2 separate regions of the Sus scrofa genome follow, and region 2 is linked to region 1. Evidence: chromatin contacts called from public Hi-C data. All regions are on one chromosome and are shown on one strand. Each heading gives the region's core, a stretch centred on a gene start, on an enhancer-like site or on the middle of the called end of the contact. The rest is flanking DNA. Distances are from core to core; before and after follow the strand shown. Region 1 has its middle 78 kb from the start of FOXA2. Region 2 holds the start of FOXA2 (hepatocyte nuclear factor 3-beta).

Region 1 (4,972 bases), core at 1,046-3,545:
ATACTAACTGGAATACATCTTTTTAAGTGTGCATAGACTCCTTCAGAATGGTCACTTTGAAAGGCTACACTCTTCTTCCACTGATGTTTAAAATGGCCTAGGAATTTGTAGCACACCCTGTCAGTTCCTCTCCCTGTGCCCTTGGCCCACCCCAGGGGTCACCTGCCAAGGATGTAAACTTGCACAAGGCTTCACTCTCTCTCTACCTTCAGGTGCAGCTGGGTGGGCTGGAAGCCTGCAAGAGCAAACACCACACAAGTTGCCACCCGGCAAACAGCAGGGATCTGGTGGATCAACAGCCTGCTTCTCACACTTGGAAGGATGATTCTGAGACGTGTTCTCACCAATCACTCAGAAAATCCCCAGATTTAAATCTTAAATTTGCAGGTATTTTAAAGACACAATTGCTCACCATTAGAAGTGTGTGTGTTATTAACTAGAATATCCCAGTGAATGCTCAGGGTTGGGGCACAGAAGTGATAGGAAGATTAACTTTTATTTTTTTTTAGCAGTTAGATTACCTGCATTTGGGGTCTCCATTCTGCAACTGGCTGTGTGACCTTGGGCAAGTTACTTAACCTCTCTGTAAATTGGGGATAATGACAGCACCTGTCTTAGGGTTTATTTTAAGGATCAGGAGAACAAACACATGGCAAAGGCTTAGAACGGTGTTAGGCATGGAGTTAGCATCTTCTAAAGGTATTATCATCTTTTTATCACTGTACTTATGCATGTTGCTTCTTTTTAGCATTTTGAAATATGCCATATTTACATATTGAATTTTGCAAAAAATACTTACCTTGAAAACTTCCGTACACACGGAACTATTATTTGCACTTGATCTGTGGGTGCTATAGAATACTTTATCTGTAACTTTGTGTAAAGAATTTAAGGAATGCAATTATATTTTTTAGATCATTAAATAAAGAGAGGAGGAGTTCCCATCATGGCTCAGTGGTTAACAAATCCAACTAGCATCCTCGAGGATGTGGGTTCAATCCCTGGCTTTGCTCGGTGGGTTAAGGATCCCGCGTTGCTGTAAGCTGTGGTGTAGGTCACAGACACAGCTGGGATCCAACGCTGCTGTGGTTGTGGTGTAGGCCAGCGGCTTCAGCTCTTATTGGACCCCTAGCCTGGGAACCACCATATGCCATGGGTGCGTCCCTTAAAAAAATAAAAAAATAAATAAATAAATAAATAAATAAATAAAGAGAGGAAAAGCCTTTGGGAATTGATAGACCAACAGCCAATTTTTCATGTAGCCCCCATGAGATGTTTCTATCTGCCACTTTCACAATGAACTCCTCATAATCATTCATTTCTGGTTTGGCTCCCGAAGGGTTTTTGTAAAGGACTGTGGTTCCTGTGTCCTTGGTAATTCAGGCCACAATGATATCAGCTGTGTGCAAGGAAAAACCAATTATTTATCAGCTGAAAAAAAATTAATCATTCCCTAAAATTGTTTGCTGACATTGAAATCCACACTGGGTGCTTGTCCTGAGTGGGGACCTGTTATCACATCGTCTCCATCTGAAAAAAATCAAAGTGTAGGAACAATGGGGCCATGTGAGGAAGAAAGCCCCCCCTCCCCACCCCGGCCCTGAAAACACCACCAACAGATGCCGTAGCCTGGACCGTCCCCTTGGGGACTGGAGGCTGCTCAGGATCCTTCTGTGGAAAGTAGCACCCCACAACCCACTCCAACGCACCCTCCACCCCACCCCCACCCCACCCCAGACCCCCACCCTGCACTCCACCCCACACCCCACCCCACACTCCACACCCCACACCCGGAGCAGCAGCTGTGTTTGAGCTGGCATTCACCAACTCGGAACCGCATTCAAGTAGAAAGATCTCACAGGTTTTGTTTGTTTTTTTTTTTTTTTTTTTTTTCCTTTAACGGGGAATCCGGCAGAGCGCTATATTTAAATCTCAAACAGTGGTAATCATTTCAGCGGTACTGTTAGTTTGGATAAAATGTCTTTCCTATTGTAGCTAATTGCTTGAATATCTGCAAACTGATATACGCTTTGTAGACATTTATGCTGTCCTCCTTTTATAACTTTATTTCATTTTCTGTTCATTTCTGATGTTGACTCAAAGAGCCTTTATCACCTGGCGCTGATAATCTGTGCTTTATGGCTGCCGGTGTGACGGGGAACAGTTGAAGCAGCGTGCAAAAATACACACCTATAAATATTTGAACAGGAAAAAGAAAGTCTGTCTGATGTAGCCCAAGGAAGAAATGCATTTAAACGAATAATACCACTAGAGGGACCTGGACTCAAGCAGGACCAGGCAAGGTCGCTTGAGCTGGTACACCTGTCCAGTGGGGATGGTGCCACGGCCAATTCCCAGGAGCCGGGTCACTCTGGGCCCTGCAGCACAGGCGCCCAGCCAGGGGCCACGCTGGCACCCTTATGACATCATGGTGGCAGCGGCTACTTGGTCAGGATCAATGCGATAAATCCCTCTGCCCAGGACCGATTTGCTCTGCCAAGAGTTAGACCCGTGAGGCTTTAATCAGTTACTGGCCATGCGTTCGATCACCAAACCATATGGCAGGTTCAGAGAATATGAGGCTGGGTGACGCCCTGTCCCGTTTTTGCACTGGGCCTCCCCCTCGCCCCCCACAACCTTTTTCACACTCCTGGCAAATAGCTGAAAGTGAGTGCAAAGCGGCATTTGACTTAGAAAGCAAGAGCCAGGAAGGAAAACTGCAGGCAAACAGCGGCTCACAGGGCAGCGTGGCTGGCGCTGGCCGCGGTTGTCCCTGACAGCGGGCGACTGGAACCACCTGTGTTTGCTCACCAGCTTTCCCCGATCTGCGAGAAAATGGCCCGGCCGGTCACATGGCAGCCAGATAGGCCAAGCGCCCTGGGAATACAAAAGCGGAGCTTTTAGCAGAGTTAATCATTAATGCGCCTCTCTTTGTCCGGCCGGAGAGCTGACAGCTTTGATAGTCCGTGTTTGCCAGCGGCTGGCTGAGTCACCGCCCAGGTACTAATGAGGCCAGCTCCTCGAGGTGCCCACAGGCCTGGGCCAGGCCTGCACCCACCCTCCGCCCAAAGCCCCATCACTCCTGGGGCCTGGTTCCCGGACACCCACCGCCAGGCCTGCGTGTCCCTGCGTGTCGTCTGGGGGACCCCCACTCGCAGGCCTGGGACAGGTGTGACTAGGGAAGCAGGGGGTCCTCCCAGCCCCCTGTGTTATCTTTCCCCAGCCAGGAACAAAAAGGCCAAACTGAGTATGGTTTTTGTTTGTTTGAATAGAGGCCAGGGATGGACTATTGGTGTAACAGCAAGAGGCATTATAACCCTAAAACTTAGCTTAGCGATGCACCCATGGGTCTATTCCGATATTTCCATCTCAGCAACTAAAATATAAGTGCCCTGACGACTGCCTTTCTTTAAAAAAAAAAAAAAAAAAAGGGAAAATCCGGAGTTCCTGTCACAGCTCAGCGGAAAAAAATCTGACTAGCAACCATGAGGACAAAGGTTTGATCCCTGGCCTCGCTCAGTGGGTTAAGGATCCCGCTTTGTCGTGAGCTGTGATGTAGGCGGCAGAGGCAGCTGGGATTTGGTGTTGCTGTGGCTGTGGCATAGGCCAGTGTCTACAGCTCTGATTCGATCCCTAGCCTGGGAACCTCCATATGCCACAGGTGGGGCCCTAAAAAGACATTAAAAAAAGAGAGAGAGAAAGAGGGAGAAAATCCCACCTTAACAGCCTTAAAAGTATATCAACAGGCTGGAGTTCGGGCAAACACAGACCATGTTAAGAGCCCTGGCCACCTGTCCTTCCATCTGACTCTGAAGCCCCACCCCCAACCAGGGACCTGCTATCCAAACACCCAAATCTACGCTTTTGCCTCCAGCTGCTGAAAATGGCCTTTGGACTCACGCTGTCCAATCCCTGCCAGGCCCCTTGGAAACATGGTCGAAACCACGAATGTCCCATTGTCCTCTAAGAACAATTGAAAACAAGTGACTAGAAAAGTACATCTTTGAAGCCTGGCTTACAAAGGAACAGAGGTTTTTTTTTTTTTTTTTAATTTAGGGCCATTAAAAAGCAGAGCTTTATTGTCTCGGGATGGAACCCCTGAAAATTTTGCTGGTGACAGTCGATCATGGATGAAGACATTGTCAGCAAAGATACTGGCCTCAAAATGTGGTCCTACTTGTGTTTGTGTATCTCCCCTTGGCAGAGTCAAAATACCTCTAAAGATTTTTATCCAGTTGATCTTTATAACATCTAGGGCATACTGGATAATGACAAATTTTATTGCCTTTTTTTTTTTTTTTGAACAGATGGGGGAAGTGAAAGTGAACCAGCTTGCTTGTCATCTTGAAACTGTCACAACAGGTGATTAAGATGACTAGAAACCCAAAAGGATGAGACGGTGCACAGTCTGTGTCTTGGGACAGATTTTCTGCTTGTTTTTGCCTCCTGTGCTCTGCGTCTTGCAGCCTGGCTTTATTTTTTGTTTGTTTGCTTGTTTGTTTGTTTTCAGGGCTGTACCTGCAGCATATGGAGGTTCCCAAGCTAGGGGTCAAATAGAAGCGGCAGCTGCCGGGCGACACCACAGCCACAGCAAGTCGGGATCTGAACCGCGTCTGTGACCTGCACCACAGCTCACAGCAATGCCAGATCCTTAACCCACTGAGCAAGGCCAAGGATAGAACCCATGTCTTCACGGATGCTAGTCAGATTCATTTCTGCTGAGCAACGATGCAAACTCTGGGCTTTATTCCTAAGGGAACTGCTAATGTTTCCAAGGTTTCTTGGTCACCTGCTCTGCCCAACAGAGCACTTAGCTCTGCAGGGAATTCAAAGGGAATCAGTGTGGTTCTACTGCCGAGAAGCAGCTCAGACCAAAAGTCACGCAGCACAAATCTGTCCGGCTCCGGAGGAGAATGTGGGTGGCATTTAACCGCGGAGGGATGAGACATCCAAGTCCTGACATCCTGGCCAA
Region 2 (4,972 bases), core at 1,371-3,870, 78 kb after region 1:
GCGCCAGGCCGCCCATGGCCCCGGCCGCCTGGCCCCCGAGGGGGCTCAGGCTGGGGCTCAGGTGCGGCCCCATGCCCGCCACGCCGGCCGCCCCGGCCGAGCCGCCCATGCCGGCCATGGCGCCCGCCCCGGGAGACATGCCGGCCAGGGATGGGCTCATGCCCGCGCCCACGTACGACGACATGTTCATGGAGCCGGCGCTCATGTTGCCCGAGCCACTGCCCATGGCGGCCGCCGACATGCTCATGTAAGTGTTCATCCCGTTCATCCCCAGGCCGGCGTTCATGTTGCTCACCGAGGAGTAGCCCTGAGGACAGAGCCCCGGAGGGAGGCGCACAGCGTTAGCACCGCGGCTGGAGCGCGCCCTGCCTGACCTCCCGCCCACCGGGCCGGCCCAGGCCCCCGCCTCCGGGGAGGCCTCGGGGGAGTCCTGCCCTCTCCTGGCACCGGCCCTGCGTCCGTTTCACCCGGAGCGCGCTGCGACTGCCCTCGGGGAGGTGGCGCGGGGGCTGCCGCTCTGAGCGGGGGGCCGGCGCCTAGCCCTCTTGCGGCTCGCTCAGATTCTAAAACGGGGGTCCCCTAGAACTTCCCCAAGCCAGGCACCCCCAATGCATCTCTCCTTCGCAGAGTCTCCCTGACTCTCAAGCCAGCGTACCGAGTAGGCGCCGCGGCCGCGAACGCCACCTCCGAAACCAGCAAGCGACCTGTGGGACACCGCGCAGGGCGCCCGGGCGGCCTCCAGCGGAGACGATCCCAGGGTGCTCGCGGTTCAGCCTTCCTCCCGGGACCACATCCTCGGCCCCAGGGGAACCGAAACGCAGTACCTGCGCGGAGTCTGCGGCCAGCCCGAGGCATTGAATGGAGGAACGGGGAAGGGACCGCGAACTGAACTACACGCGGCTGGGCTCTGCAGCCACAAACTTTCTTTCTCTTTGTCCCCAAGTCTTTGACTCTTTTCCTCTACCTCAGCCCCCAGCTCCTGCCCACCTTCTCCTCTCCAGCTCCCCACCCCCTCGCCGGCCGACCTCCCACCCCTCCCCAGCCGCGCGCTGCCAAACACAACTCTGTTAGGATAGTGCGTGGCTCGGCCACGAAGAGGATTTGGAGGCGCCGCAAGTCAATATTTGATCACAAAGTTAATATTATCTCAAGGCTAACAGTGTGTCGTATAAAAAAGAGCCCCATTTGAGTCGAAGGAGGGTGGAAAAGGCGGCTGCCCGGAGCGGCTGGGGTGGGGGCGGGTGCCGGTCAGGGAAGCGGTCCTGAGCTCGGGCCGAGCGCGGGCGCCGCCACCCCGCTTCCCCCGGAAAAGGCGAGTGCCTACCTCGGGCTCGGCATAGTAGCTGCTCCAGTCGGACGGCTCGTGCCCTTCCATCTTCACCGCTCCCAGCATACTGGAAGCCGAGTGCATGGCAGTTTAAAATTTAACAGCCACAACAAACGACCGGCAATCACCCCCCACCCCACCCTCCTTTTAAAAAAAAAAAAGTCAGCCAAGGCACCGTCCCCTCCCTCCCTCTAGAGCTCCCTCTCTCTCGGCTCCACTCCCTCTTTCCCTCGGCCGGCCGGAGGCGGTAGTTGGAAGTGGGCGGGAGGGGCGAGCCGTGGGAGGAGGGGGCCGAGGGGAGGAGGAGGCCCGGAGCCGAGCCCCGCCGCTGCCGGGAGCGCCCGCCGCCCGCCGCCGCCGCCGCGCTCGCGGGCTGCCCGGTGGAGGCCGAGGCTGGCAGTGCCGAGCTGCCGGGAGGCGGCGGGAAGCGCGCGGCGTGGGGGCGGGTGGGGGGTGGAGAGGAGGAGGAGGAGGAAGAGGAGGAGGAGGTGGAGGTGGAGGAGGAGGGGGGAGGTGGAGGAGGAGGTGTGGACCGCGGAGCGGACAAGTGCCGCAGTGACGTGGGCGGCTGGTGATATAGCGCGGCGCGCCGGCGCGGGCCTCCAATCCCCAGACCCGGGGCAGCCCATTTGAATAATCAGCTCACACCTGGGTGAGAGGGAGCCCCGGCCGGCGCCCCGCACCTGCCCTCGGTGGTGCCCGCCCCGCTGCCCCGCGCCCCGCGCGCGGAGCCGGGCCGGGCGAGCGGGGCGGGTGGTTGCCTGGCCCCGGGGCGAGCCCCCTTTACCCCCACGCCCGCGGGGAGCCCTGGTGGTAGGAGGGACCTGGGAGGAGGCCAGCCTCTGGAGCAGCCCGGGGCGCTGATCCCCGCCCTGTCGCATAGCGCCAGGCGGCCGGTGCGCCTGTCCGAGTGTGCGTCCGGCCTCCCAGCCCAGTCTCCCCTCTGCCCAGCTTTATAAAAGCCGCATTTATTTGTCCCGGGTTTCTCGCTCTCAGTGCACATTCCCTGTCAAAACAACTAGCCGGTGACAGAGCCAATTTGCAAAGCGCCGTCGTATTTAGAAAAACTGTGTACACACCTTTAACTAGCCGGCCGCTGCTTCTGGGAGGCCCCTCCCGTCACAGACGCGCGGGGCGCCGGGTCCCGCCGCCTCGGCGTTTTGCCTCCTCGGAGCCCGGCCTCCGGCGCCCGACCGAGCGGCTGGCGGGGAGGAGCCCTGGCCCCCCGTCCGGGCGCCGGGCGCAGGGCACACGCGGCTCCGCCAGCTGAACGACGGTTGGGAGACTATTTGTCTCTGACAGGACAGCGTGTTTCAAGGTTACTTTTCAGTTACAACCGAGGTGCCCACAGCATTTCGTAACTAAAACAAACAGGGCAGGAGGTGGGAGTGAGGCGTGCAGCGAGAGGGGGGAATTAAGGAATCAATAACGGAGCACATGAAGTGCGTTCGGGAGTCTCTGTCTGCTCCGCTTTTCTGAAGATTTTAATAAGAATTAGAAACCCTGACAACCATATTCGTCCTTTTAATTTTCGATCCGGCTTCTGAGTTCAAGTTATTATCTCTCTTGGGTCAGCTACCAAGACCTCAGTGAGCCCACATGGGGGGGGGGTAGCTACAGGTGTTTGGAGGTGGACGCGCTTTCTTGGTTCTAAAAAAATCCAGCTGGGCAGTGAGGATGCAGCTCTGCGCCCTCAACCCCAAAGGGGGGGAGGCGGATAAAAGGAAGTAGTGGGTATCTGACCCACCTGTCCAGAGTTGTGGGTAATGGTGGCAAAAGACAAAGCGAGATGGCAGGTACCTAGCAGAGATTCGACGACGGAAGGACCAGTGGGGTCAGGCCCAAGGGCAGCAGGGCGGAGCGGTAGATGCAGGGGGACGCCCACCACTTCCCTCTGCTCCAGGTCCCTCGGGCCTGCAACACTTTGAACTGGTTTGACCAATTCACAGAGGGCATTAAGGAACCCTCTGAGAGAGGGCCAGGGCAGGTTCCCCAGACCGCCAAGATCTTCGTCTCTCTGAGAGACCAGAGAGCCATGCACCATGCAGAGGGCTGCCAGGAGGCCAGGTCTGCCGGTGCAGCGGGAAGTGTCGCGGGTGTGTGCACACTTAGCGTAAGTGTGTGCGGGGAGCCGACCAGACCCCTGGCATCTTTCATCAGATCCCTGAACGCGGATGGACACAACTTCACCGCTCAGCCTAGAGCTGAGAAGAGGGTGTGCACTGACGCTCAAAAAACAGTTGCCTGTTTTTCCAAATCTTTCTGCGCAAGCCCAGGACGGAACACTCTCTCTCTCTCTCTCTCTCTCTCCTCTCTCTCTCTCTCTCTCTCTCTCTCTCTCTCGGTCTCTCTCTCTCTCTCTCTCTCTCGCTCTCTCTCGCTCGCTCTCTCGATTGTACCGCCTCCCCACGGAGCGCTTCTCCCGTTCAGTAGAGAAGAGACACCAAATCAGACAAACCCGCGAAACGGGAGACAGCTTTCTGGTGTGCGTGGGACTGAAAACTCGAAAGTGCTCTGGTTAACCTAGTCTGTGCGTCCGTGTGGGTGTCCACTGCCCTCTTTTTGCTCCTGGTCGAAATGTGGTTCTAGAAATTGGGCGAAAGGATCGAGTGCGGCCCGGTCCTGGGCCACCGGTTTCCGCAGTGACAGGGCGCCCCCTGTCGGCCGCGCGGCCTAGGGACCGACTGGAGCCCTCTTTGACCTCCACGCCCCTAACCCCGCTACCTGGGCGCCCGCACTGTCCGCCGGCCTCTGCGAGTCTCCCAGAAAAGACCCTCGGGGGACTGGAGTGTCTTCCGAGTCCCCGAAGTTCTGCGCAAACCCAGACGGTCCCCTGCTGCCCGGGGATGCGCAGCAGGGGCGGCTGCCGGGACCCTCCCAGAAAAGGGAAGGCGAGCGTGGCGGGCAGATGCTGCGGGGAGTGCGCGCTCTCCAACCTGGTGGGCAGCCCTTCCCGGAGCGAAGGCCCTCGGAGGCGCCGCCTCCCCAGCACACTCCCGCTCCTTCCTTTCCCGGCAGCTCTGGTTTCTAAAGGTTGATTCAGAGCATCTGGCACCAAAGCCTCAGGCTGGAATGCTGTAAACTGCTCCGGGAGCTTCTCTCCAGGAAAAAGTTCGCGGGCAACTTGGGCTGAAAACAGATGTTTCCCCTGATCCCCCCTTATTTGCAGCCCCACCTGGGACTGAGGCCCACAGGGCTTCCCCTTGCCCGTGTCCCGCCCTTTCCCCGTCTTTCCCTTGGGTGCTGCAGGCTTCCTATATAAAGCTGCCTCATAGCCCGTGACTGTGCTTGGGGTTAGCACACTGGTTTTATTCCGGATGCTGCCCCAGAGGATTGATTTGGGCCCAAGTCTGGGCCTCCTCTGCTCCTCCTGCAATCTCGGTCAAAACTCCTAGCTCTGGGGCTCTCTGTCACAGGAAACTGGCCGGTGGAGAAGCCAGACGTCCCTAAACAGAACTCAACTTCCCTAAGTGATGACCCATAAAATACCAAAGGGTGGGAGTGCATCTGGCTGATCAATTCTCTAGTCCCTGAAGCCCCTTTGAGAATAAATATACAGCACAGGCCTTGTTTTAGGGGTATCACCAGGCAGGTCTGCCTGTGAGGTTAAGATGGAGAAGACAGAGAAAGATGACTTAAAGTCTT

What was found. Hi-C and Micro-C count contacts between places; a contact is called where the count stands out from the background.
Region 2: a Hi-C map of liver shows a contact between it and region 1, with 2.9 times the contacts expected there. The contact joins the promoter of FOXA2 here to the enhancer-like site in region 1. A contact is called at or near these places in 1 of 5 promoter capture datasets (liver) and 8 of 47 Hi-C or Micro-C datasets (alveolar macrophages, epiblast stem cells, fetal liver and 2 more).

What each region holds. Positions count from the first base shown.
Region 1 is chr17:29,920,941-29,925,912 of Sscrofa11.1, forward strand. No RefSeq gene overlaps it. Among named protein-coding and RNA genes, the nearest start is that of FOXA2, 78 kb to the right of the region's middle. Within about 2 kb of position 2,296, at least 24 of the 83 cell types and tissues checked have an H3K27ac peak or open chromatin away from gene starts, as enhancers often do. A contact at or near this core is called in fetal liver and liver, where this site is marked.
Region 2 is chr17:29,999,084-30,004,055 of Sscrofa11.1, forward strand. It overlaps FOXA2 (hepatocyte nuclear factor 3-beta), which reads right to left and starts at 2,621. Exons shown (of 3, transcript XM_005672754.3): 1 at 2,407-2,621; 2 at 1,325-1,394; 3 at 1-307. The coding sequence starts at 1,393.